Regions from separate parts of the Gossypium hirsutum genome. Here region 1 is linked to region 2. The links are chromatin contacts, called in public Hi-C maps. All regions are on one chromosome and are shown on one strand. Each heading gives the region's core, a stretch centred on a gene start, on an enhancer-like site or on the middle of the called end of the contact. The rest is flanking DNA. Distances are from core to core; before and after follow the strand shown.

Region 1 (5,620 bases), core at 86-2,585, 230 kb after region 2:
ATAATTTCAGGTATTTTAAGATAAATAAATCCTCACACCTGATTTCATGAATTCCAATGGTATCAACTCCTTATCCCACTCTAAAGGAGGAGATCGACCATTGAAGCATTAGTTTTTGAAAAAAAAATTCATATCGTATCAGAATAACGATATTTTGATGAATATCTCTCATTTAAGTGATTAAGTAAAATAATTACTTAATCGGCTGCCCAAAACGAACGCTTCCAAAATATGGAGTATAGATCCGGGATTTACGAATATCACTTCTCGAATGCACAATAAAACTTAATGTTAGAATCATCTTAATAGAGAATAAAAGTAAAAGAATTAATTGTGATCGGAGGATCGTCAATACTTACACAATATCGAGAGTAAGGAGGCTTATTTATTCCTACGATGATTCATTTAGAGAGGAGGGTCTTCTACTAACAAATAAAATAAAGATGAATTAGAAAGGTTGTCAATAAATCCTTTTAAAAAAATCAAAATATAATGTTTGTACATATGAAAAAATAATTACGAGATAAAAGAGAAGAGGATGAAAAACGGAGAAGAAAGGTGAAGGATGATGGTGGTACGGTGGCAACAGTTCGGCGGTGGTGGTGTGGTGGTGGTTCAATTGGCTAAAAGTGGTGGATGAGTGGAAGAAATATGAAGAAAAGAAGTGATTTAAGTGGTGAAATGGGAGAAAAATTAGAGAAAGAGGAGAAGCAAGGAGGAGGGGTGGCAAAAAGAGGTGGAGAATAGAATGAAGCGGCAAAAAGAGAGATGGAGAATAAAACGAACAAAACAATAAAAGTGTTTCATGTGTCTAGGTGCATTGGACGGTTAAGGTACGGTAAGGGAGGTAAAATGGCATGGAAAGGGAATTTTGGGAGTGAAAATGAGGTTATTGAGGGAATGTTGACCATGTAAACAAGGGAAGATTCTTCCCGAGCATGGCAACAATGGGTTGGATGGCAAGGGGGTTGACCAACCCCTTTTTAAATGCCAAAAATTCTAAAAAAAATATATGTGAGTAAAAGAAATTGAACCTAGGATCTCTAGAAATTAAATTTGGCACTTAACCACTTGATTACTCACTAACTTATTTATGAATTGACAAATTAATAAATAAAAATATGGGATGTGACAATTTAGTTTAAGGAACTTAAGAATTGTCAGCAACTTTAACATGACCACCATGACCCTTTAAGGCTCCTTCCGCTCTAGACAAAAACCCCTTTGTACCCCGAACCTCGTCCTTTAAGGCCCAGATATCCTTCTCCCAATTCACCAAGACCACTACCCTCCGATAGATTTTTAATTTTAGGATCCGAATTTTCTTTAAAATGCATAGCAGAATGCTTAACGGGATCCAACATTCCGTCATTAATTGGCACCACAATTTCAACCGAACCCTTGTAGGAACGATTAATAAGCGAAGCCGTGATCGACCAAGGACTAAATGGGAGATTCGAAACCTTACCATTCTCCATCATGGAACCAATATTGGGAGAATTTTAAAAAATATTACCAGCAATTTCGGAATCCAAATGAACTTTATTATTCTGACCTGAAACAGGGAAATTATTATACACCATATTAAAGGTAGATTGGCCTTCCTGATGAAGCGCAGAATCTCCCAAAACAAGCCCAAGCTCCACCCCAACAGAAGAGCCGCCCAAACTTGAAGTGGCAACAACACCCTCCAGCCTAGGCCCATGCTTAGCCATGTCAGTTTCTCCAATTCTTTTGTTCTGCCCAGAAACGCCATTTACACCTGCTTTATGTGTCGAACCCTTATCCTGCCTAACCGATCCACTCTCCAAGACTTTGTTGTCATTAAAATCTGCCTTACACTTGTTTCTAATGAAGCCCTCTTTTTGAAATTTGAAACCCTAAAAATCTATCAAAATCTCAACATCCAACTCTCCTTCCAGAATATTAAATCTAGATCCAAAAAGATCTTTCTGGATTTTTTGCTTTTATATTTCATTTCTCGTTGGGAGCTCTCCATGATTTCTGATTCACAACCATCCATGGCCCAAACGCCTCCTCTTCTTTCCCCTCGATGTTACCAACCGACACCACCTCCTTCTCCCTTGGGTGATCCAGATTATGAGGACCTTCATATGGCCATTCCTGCCACAACCAAAACAAATCAACGGTAAGGCCTCATATTCTACTCGTTGAACTGTTCTATTTACCAGAATCTGAGGGATCAGTGGTTTGTCAAGGTTAACATAAATCGCCATTTGAGCAAATCTCCCCCTCGACCTACTATTTCTATTGTAGTCGAGTTTTTCCACTCTACCAATGAAACCGCCAATCTCTTCTAAAATCTTTCTCTTATATAGAAACCCCAGCAAACCTGGCAATCTAATCCACGTCATAACAACATTTGGAAATAGTTGCAAGGGATTAAAATCTGGCATCCACGGTTGAACGGTTAAATATTGTCCGAACACAACACATGGCTCTTGTGTAAGCTCTTTTTCAGAATCATCGTTGCTTTGGAATTTCACCAAAAAGTACCCATGTTCCACATCTATAAGTTTAAACGGCATGGATGGCTGCCATAAATTATAAATCTTGTTTTGTAGGGTGGTATAGCCAATGTTCCTCCCCCAAAAGCTTAACAACCACCATGGTAGCCATCTCCTTTACCAGAATTCGCTGAACCCGATTAGAGAACATTATTGACAGAACTCCATTAACAGTGGATCTCATGACATCTCTATCCAATAGTTCAAAATATTCCTCAAACCCCCTATCCGAATCAACAGATGAGTTTTTAGACCCAAGAGCTCCCCTACCCAGAAGCCTATCCTTCCAAGAAAGCATTGGCTCAGGAGACATATCTACGATCATATCAACGCCTTCCTCCCCATCTGTTCCCTTAAAGCGCACTTTTTTGGTGGCCCGATCTTCCGACGAGCGAAACCCACCACTATCTTCTATTGACATTCTCAAAAGTTAAATGTAAGTGTTTATTGAAACTTATTATAAGTTTTGATTTCCAAAACCAATAAGTTTTCTTAATTGAACTTAATCCAAAGCAAATATTTAGGTAGCATTTTAATGGGGGACTGTTTTGTTCATATGGATTTAATTTTCTTATTTTTCCAATAAAAAATTAAAATGAAATCTAAAATATCTGTAAAGCTGCACATAAAACAAGTGTACATGCAGACTTCACGTATTCGTGTACGCTTTGATATGGATATGGATGTAGAAATTTAATTCTTCAAAAGCTCTCAAATATTAAAAAGGGTGTGAAATGTCAAATATATACTGAGTAAAGTAACATAGTGCGAGTTCCCTGTTTTACTTTTGAAGGTTTCTTAGTATTTTTTCTTTTTTACTTATGAAGAAAAGGCCACACAGGCCACAAAATCAATTTAACTTGCATCAATAATTATAAGTTATGGATTTCACTAGCATAATCCATATCAAAATCTAAGTTACAACAATTTTTAAGTGACCAATACCAAAGAAAATCAGCCACTCTATTACAGCACTTGTCGATCCATCTAATATCAACCTCATTAAAAGAATCAAGCATGCTCTGAGTCTCCTTAATCCGGTGCCCAAAAATTGTAATTTCAGCCCGTGCCTTTCGAACTCTATTGACAATACTTGCGCAGTCCATCTCCAAATTAACCTTGTTGAGATTAAGGCATCGAGCAAGGCCAATACCTTCAAATAGTGCATTCAACTCAGCCCATTCCGAGTTAACTGCTCTTTCTTTAAAAATACCTCTACCCTTTAAGACAAAACCATTCGAGTCTCTAATAATAATGCCCAAACCCGTCCCGAAATTATTCACGGCAACATCGACATTGATTTTAAAGAAACCTTCCTGCGGTTTTTCCCAAAAAGTGCGAGCCTCCTCTTCTTTACCTCTAAAAATAAAATTATTGCGAGAGTTCCATATATTCCACAGCACAACGAAGAGATCTTCAAGAGCTTTTTTATCCAAGGTGCGCATGGGATCTTCAAGCCGATCAATGCAGGAATTAAACTGTTTCACCATCATCCTATTGTCAAAACCCCAACCAACGAGGACTTCCCACGCTCTTGGGCAGTCTCTCAAAGCATGGAGCACAGTTTCATTCTCAACCTTACAGCGGGGGCACCTGCAACTAGCTGTGTTTGTTTACCTGTAAAACATTTTACGGAAAATATTTTTCTCCTTTTCCACGGTTTGTTTGGTGGAAAATGAACTCCCATTGTAAAAGTTTTTCCAAAACACGGGAAAAGAACTCTTCATTTTAGGAAAATGTCTTACCGTTTATCATTTGGTAAGACATTTTCCAAAGTTTTTCTCTTCAGCAGTAAATGTAACCCAAAGCCTCTTCCCCTTCCCCCTTCCTTCCCACCCTGATTTAGTGCTTGCCGCCAGCCAGCAATGGTTCCCAACACCAACCGCCGACATTCATCTTTGATTTTCCTCCTTTCCGCCTTTCGTTGTCGAAATCTACACTGCACCAATTGACGATGGCGTTCATCTTCCTCTCTCGAAGGTATGAATGAAAAGGAAGAAATATGTGGTGGTTTTTTAGAAGCAACATGTTGTTTTGACCCAATTGGTTGCTGGTTAATCCCTCTTTTTAATTTTTTATGGTTTTTGTTATTTACCGTTTCATCTTCCTTGAACTGTGCAAGTTGGATTTTTGTTGGTGGTAATGAAATAATTCAGATATGGTAATGGTGGTGGTGGCCGAGACACAACTAATGAGCAAAAATTCAAAGTCTTTAAGTTCACACATTATTTGTTCAAATGGGATTAGTGGGAATGTCTTGTAGCCGTTCCCATTCTGTTAAACCTCAATCTAGAACATTTGATTCTGCATCTATGGAGTGGTTCAAAGAGACTATATCAATCTATTTGGTATATTTGGATATTAATCCTCATGTGTCATAATAATTTTCATTTTCTTCCTCAGGGAAAGATAACTTCTGCCCCATTCATGTCAGCCTAATTCCTCATCTGCTTACATGTCGCTTAGCTCAGGTACACTGCCTCCTGTGTACTTCTTGTGGTAGGTGATTTTTCATTAGAATCATTTGGGGAATTGCATCATTGCATTTTATCTTTCTGGAGTATTATTGTGTTGGCTCATTGTAGCACTTTTAGGCATTTTTATTAGTTTTTAAATGTGTTGGCATGAACCTATGTAATCATTATCATCTTTGTGGGGTGCGGCATTATGTTGGCGCTTTACTTGCATAAGTTTTGCTGCAAACTGCTGTTGAACTTGTCGTATAAAACTTGGCATTGTATCTGTAGCATTCATATCATAGAAATATTTTGTGAACAATTGCATTTTCTCAGCTTTAGCCCTTGGGTTTGCTTGTGTTTTCTCCTATCTTACTGGATATCCTTTTGATTTCTTTGTTTTTTTTATCTGAGCTTTGTCCTAAATTGATGGTAAATACACCCTTTTGGTTGGTGACTTACAGCCATTATTGGATAATACAAAGATGAAACTTTCACAATTTTGTCACGTTGAGGTAAATTTGATTGCAAAATTTGGTTTGTATGCTTTTGAGTTAGTTTGGTCATCTTTATTAAGGATTGTGTTTATCCTTCTGGTTCTTCACAGGCTGCGAACATCCTAAATATTCATTATGT
Region 2 (5,407 bases), core at 1,227-3,726:
AGAACTTACCTTCTTATTGGCCTACAATTTTTGATAAAAGTATAAATAGGTTCCTTTCATCAAACTTATCAAGCTGAACTATACAATTGGTTTCCAACTAGATTACTTAAAGTTCAACTAGCACAATATTCCATATAAATCAGATGTACTATACCTTTGGTGAATACTCGTCCCATTATTCACTTTTATCCCTTAACATGAACATCTCTTTCATATAACAGAATATCATGAAATCAAATTCTTACCAACTCAAGTGAAAGTTACTATACGCCTACACGTATACGCCAAAATGATCATTTGGGCGAATAACACCACGCCAATCAGACTGTCTACTTCTATACGCCCAAAACTTTAGATCCATCAGAATTGGGGTGTTATAGTTTTTGGTAGTTTGTTTGAGTTGAAGTGATTTATATTAATAATGGAAAACAAAGATGATGAGGTGAAGAATTATTGGGTTTAGTTATTACAAATATGATGAGGTGATTTATATTAATGTTTGTTGGATATTGATATTGAACTTAACATGTTGGATATTGAAGTTATTATGTTTTAAGCATGTTGGATATTGAAATTATTAACAATGTAAATTGTTAATGTAAAATGGGTAAATGCAACAAATAAGGGACAATAAAACAATCCAGGTGGACAAAACCAATGGAACATATTTTCTCAAAATTCTAATAGAGGAGGCCCAGAAAGGAAATACAACAATCGAGTTGCTGCAGCTATTTTTGAAAGATTTCAAGTTCAATGTGACGTTAAGCATGTGGAAAATCATCTGAGGACTGTAAAACACACATGGCAAGTTATATGCACAGTTCAAGCTTAAAGTGGTTTTGGATGGGATGATAACATGAAAATGATTACATGTGATAGAGTGACATATGATGTAGCAGTGATGGTAATATATATGTTAAATATATTTTAGTTGCTTTTTACTTGTTATTTTAATTGTGTATAATATCCAACAAGCACACAAGAAGTATGAACCAAAATATCTTCATCTGGCACATCTAAACGTAAAAGGAAAAGTACTCAAGAAAGTGTCGTTGATGAACAAATTAATTTTGTGGGTGAACATCTTGGTAAGATTGCTAATGCATTGGAACAATTTACCAAGGACAAGACACCGTATCTTTAAGGAGAAGTGATGTTGATAGAGGTAGAAGGATTTGATGACGACTTCCTTTATAGTATGTTTGATTATCTTATGGGTCATGAATTCGAGGCTAAAGCTTTCTTGGCTAAAAGTACGAAGCATAGAAAAATTTGGCTTCAAAAATTTTCCCAAGGTTAAAAATATCAATATGTTAATGTGGTGTAGTACTAAATATGCACTTGAATAATATTATTAATTTGTAGTACTAATTGTGGTTTGGAAGCTAATTTATTATTATTCAATCTTTGTTTTTTTTATAACACAATCAGGAGTCATTTATTCATTTTAATTCTTTTCAATTTATGACTATTAATATTCTAGCTTAATAATTGTGTACTATTATACATTTGTATTTATTTATAAATAAATCATTGTAATACATGCAAAAACAATGTAAAATATAAATTTAATATATATAAAATAAAACTCAATTAAATAATAAAAAGACAAGAAATTCACAAATGTATGTTTGTTTAATTTTAAAATATTGTTTATGAAAAATTTTCATGAAATCTACAAAACAACGGAAAATATTTTATATAGAATTATTTAAACATCAGAAAATATTAGCTTTTACAAAAAAATAACTCATTTTCCAGAAATAATTTTACGGAAACCATTTTACATGCAAACAAATGGGCCCTAAGTTTTAATTAGATATTGATTATTATTAAATTATATAAGATATTATTTATTATAAAATATTATCTTATTATAAAATAAAAATCGTTTGTCAAAAGAAAATTTCTAAATACCATTTTATAAGAAAATATAATTTATATTTTTTTTCATTAAAAACAAGTTTCAAAAATGATTTTAAGAAAATTGGTCAAACAATAAAAAATATTGTACGTCATCCTGACACAAAAATATTAATTCTTCCAAAAAATCAATCTAATTTCGTGAAAGAAATACAACCTAAACCTTTTTTTCCCACTTTAATAAAAAATAAAAATGAATTTATTGCTTCATCTAGATAAGTTTATAAATTTTTATTACATAAAAAATGAAAAATGAAAAATGAAAAATGAATATTTAATTCCCTTTCAAATAAGTTTTTAATTTTTAATTTATATTCGACCAAGTTAATGCATATTTTAAACTTTGCTCAAAAACTTGAGTTGTAAACTACTTATTTTTATAAAAAATAAATAATAATATAGAAAAACTAAATATTTTTCGTTAAAAAATTAAATATTTATGTTGATGTTTAAAAGATTTTAATTCACAATAATAATACTAAACCAAATAAAAGTAAAGAATAGGATGATGTTTTATTGGCTTGTGTACAGCATGCCCTGCCAGTATCACAAGGTATAAAATGTTTAATAATAAATACAAAGGAAAATATTCATGCCAATAGCCCAACCCAATCGCTTTGCCTTCGGTTCATTCTCCTCCTCCTCCTCCTCCTCCACAGAGAGAGAAACATTAAAAAACATGGCGGCTTTGACTACATTAACGCCTTGCCAAGCCACCTCGCATTTTAATATTAGAATTTCCCATTATTATAATCAAAAGCAAAACCAAAATCAAAATGTTTATATTAATCAGACTAAAAGCATTCATAAAGCGAAGTCCTCTTTGCTTAGTTTTGCTTTCTCTTCTCTTTCTGCAAAATCCACATCAGTTATCCCAGCTACTCATTTCTCTACTTCAGGTATCTCTCTATACGTGTAATTGTTCTTATTATAGTTGTTTATTTATGGTTTATGTTCTGTTTTTATGTACTCGTTGAAATGGGCCGGAAAAGTGAGGATAAGATTAAGAAAACGGAACTTTTGAAACCTGCTTTTGTTTCTTAATGTTTTCAAAATAATTTGGGATGCTTCAGTTAGGAATTTAGTCTTTCAATGTTTGTTTAATAATGATTTATGAGGAATTAGGAAAACAAAATGGAGCAAAAATCTAATCTACTGATGTTATATTACAATGTGAACTAGACATTTTTTATTCTGTTTATAGAATTTCCCTGATTATCCACTAAAGAACTCAATTTGCTTAGTCCATTTTAGTTGTTAGATTTACTTTTCATGAACTGTTAATTGTTTTCTTTGTTATTTTCGTGGTGGTTAGAACTGGAAATTTCCAATAAGGGGTATCAAGGAAGGGGTTGTTCTTTCCTTAATCAATTTTGGGAATTTTGAGTAGACACTCTAATTATTCGCATTGGATGTATAATATTCCTATGAGCTCTCGGAATTTTCCTTTTTTTATGCTGAAATGAGTTTTCTTCGATGTTGTTCAGTGCTTCATTTTGCTTCTCACCATATAGGTACAGAAATATGATCTTCTAAGGACCTTCACAATACACAGAAAAACTTTAAACAATTGAACATACAAATATCCTGAGGCCCCTGATACCCTCAACACTGAATGCTGTTGTATGTCTTATCTGTTTAGTTCATAATAAATCTTCACTTCTTTTTGAATTATATATGCAGGCAGTAGCAGCTCATGGTTGCAAGATAACACCATGAATCTTGATGCTAGTAGTAGTGGCAGTGGATTAAGGGAGGGTCCAATATATTCGGTTTTTCCTGCAAAACCTGCAGAAGTTTCCTCTGTACAAGACCTTTATGAATTCATATGTTCTGGTCCTCTTATGGACAAAGTGGGACTGACTGCTGAAAAGGTGGCTGAATCCATTGACAAGTGGTTGTTTTATGGATCAAAGCTTTGTCGGTTGTTTCAGCTTAATGAACTTTACCTTACTGTTCCTGAGAAAGCAAGGTTTTATCACTATTACATACCAGTCTTTTTATGGTGCGAAGACCAGATATCAGAACACAGGTCCAAGTTTAAAGATGGGGAAGAGATTCCTCCCTTAGTGGTATGTATAAGGTCTTGCAATGATTGTTGTGTGCATTCGTGTTCGATTTTCCTTTGCAAAATTCAGAACTATTTTGGGTTCCATTCCATTAGGATTAGGATATTGTAAAAGGTTTTCATAGCTGAGGGCTTGTGCTACGTAACTCTGAGTCCATTATTTTTATGTCTGAAGATATCAATGTCCGATGCATATTTGACTTGGGCATTGGATGTAATCCTCGAAGGATCCTCAAAATACATGAAAGAAAACCTTAGAAAAATTAGTCATACTCATATCTAATACATACCCATATCTGACTATCAAATTCGAATCCGAGTAATGTAGCTTGACTATTTGGTGGATCCTGTTGCACTGACCAACTTTTTGTGATGCAGATTGGTTTCAGTGCACCACAGGGTTGTGGAAAGACGACACTTGTCTTTGCTCTAGATTATCTTTTCAGGATCACTAACAGGTAGCTAGAAGAGCAATAGAATTTAATTTATAAAATTGATTCATATCTCTTTTTTCTCATAGTTATAATATAAACTGTGAAAGTGGAAACAATTGAAACTACTGACAATCCACCTTAACCTCAGGAAGTCTGCAACATTATCCATTGATGATTTCTATTTGACAGCAGAGGGTCAGGTAACAATTGTGGAGTATTTGGCATTTGCTAAACTTTTCTCCGTCTTTCTTACAGTTTCTGACACAGTTTATGTTGATAGGCCAAACTGAGGGAAGAGAACCCAGGAAATGCTCTTTTGGAGGTGCCTATTGACTTTTCTTTTACTTAAATGTGGGATAATTTGTTTCTATGGTACTTTGATTTTTCATTCTTTTTTTGAATTATTTGAGTTTAACATCGGTATCCGACACTTTTGAATATGGGTAAGGAAATATCACCTTTCAAGAACCCTTCATATACATAAAAAACATAGAATATAATATACCTATATTGGACACATATTTCTTTTGACACACTCAAATCTGAGTAATATAGATATTTGTTTTGGTAGTCTCCATAGAATGAAATATTGTCTTATTGCAGTTACGTGGAAATGCTGGGAGCCATGATCTTCCATTCTCTGTTGAAACACTGACAGCTCTAACCAAGTTGACTAAAGAAGGTATTCTTTTTTTTTTGTCTTCACTCATTTTTCCTTAGCATGATTTGCTGTTTATCTATCGCCTTGTGATTGATTATGTTTGAGTTGTATACAGTCATGAGGATGAAGCTTCCCCGATATGATAAAGTAAGCTCAATATTATCAATTTTACTTGTTTTATACTTAAGTTTTTAGTTGAACTCTGCTCATTATAGTACTATTGTTTTTTACAGTCTGCATATAGAGGTAAGGGTGACAGAGCTGATCCTTCAGTATGGCCAGAAGTTGAAGGGCCGTTAACGGTAAGAGAATCTTCAGCTA

Evidence for each region. Hi-C and Micro-C count contacts between places; a contact is called where the count stands out from the background.
Region 1: a contact with region 2 is called in a Hi-C map of leaf, with 2.2 times the contacts expected there. The contact joins the promoter of LOC107949577 here to the promoter of LOC107949570 in region 2. A contact is called at or near these places in 3 of 34 Hi-C or Micro-C datasets (all in leaf).

Annotation. Positions count from the first base shown.
Region 1 is chrD03:14,384,439-14,390,058 of Gossypium_hirsutum_v2.1, forward strand. LOC107949577 (F-box/kelch-repeat protein At5g60570) reads left to right here and starts at 1,336. Exons shown (of 4, transcript XR_005911225.1): 1 at 1,336-4,508; 2 at 4,932-4,999; 3 at 5,449-5,499.
Region 2 is chrD03:14,153,700-14,159,106 of Gossypium_hirsutum_v2.1, forward strand. It overlaps LOC107949570 (D-glycerate 3-kinase, chloroplastic), which reads left to right and starts at 2,477. Exons shown (of 12, transcript XM_016884268.2): 1 at 2,477-2,822; 2 at 3,607-3,995; 3 at 4,370-4,449; 4 at 4,574-4,625; 5 at 4,706-4,747; 6 at 5,029-5,107; 7 at 5,202-5,233; 8 at 5,320-5,388. The coding sequence starts at 2,516.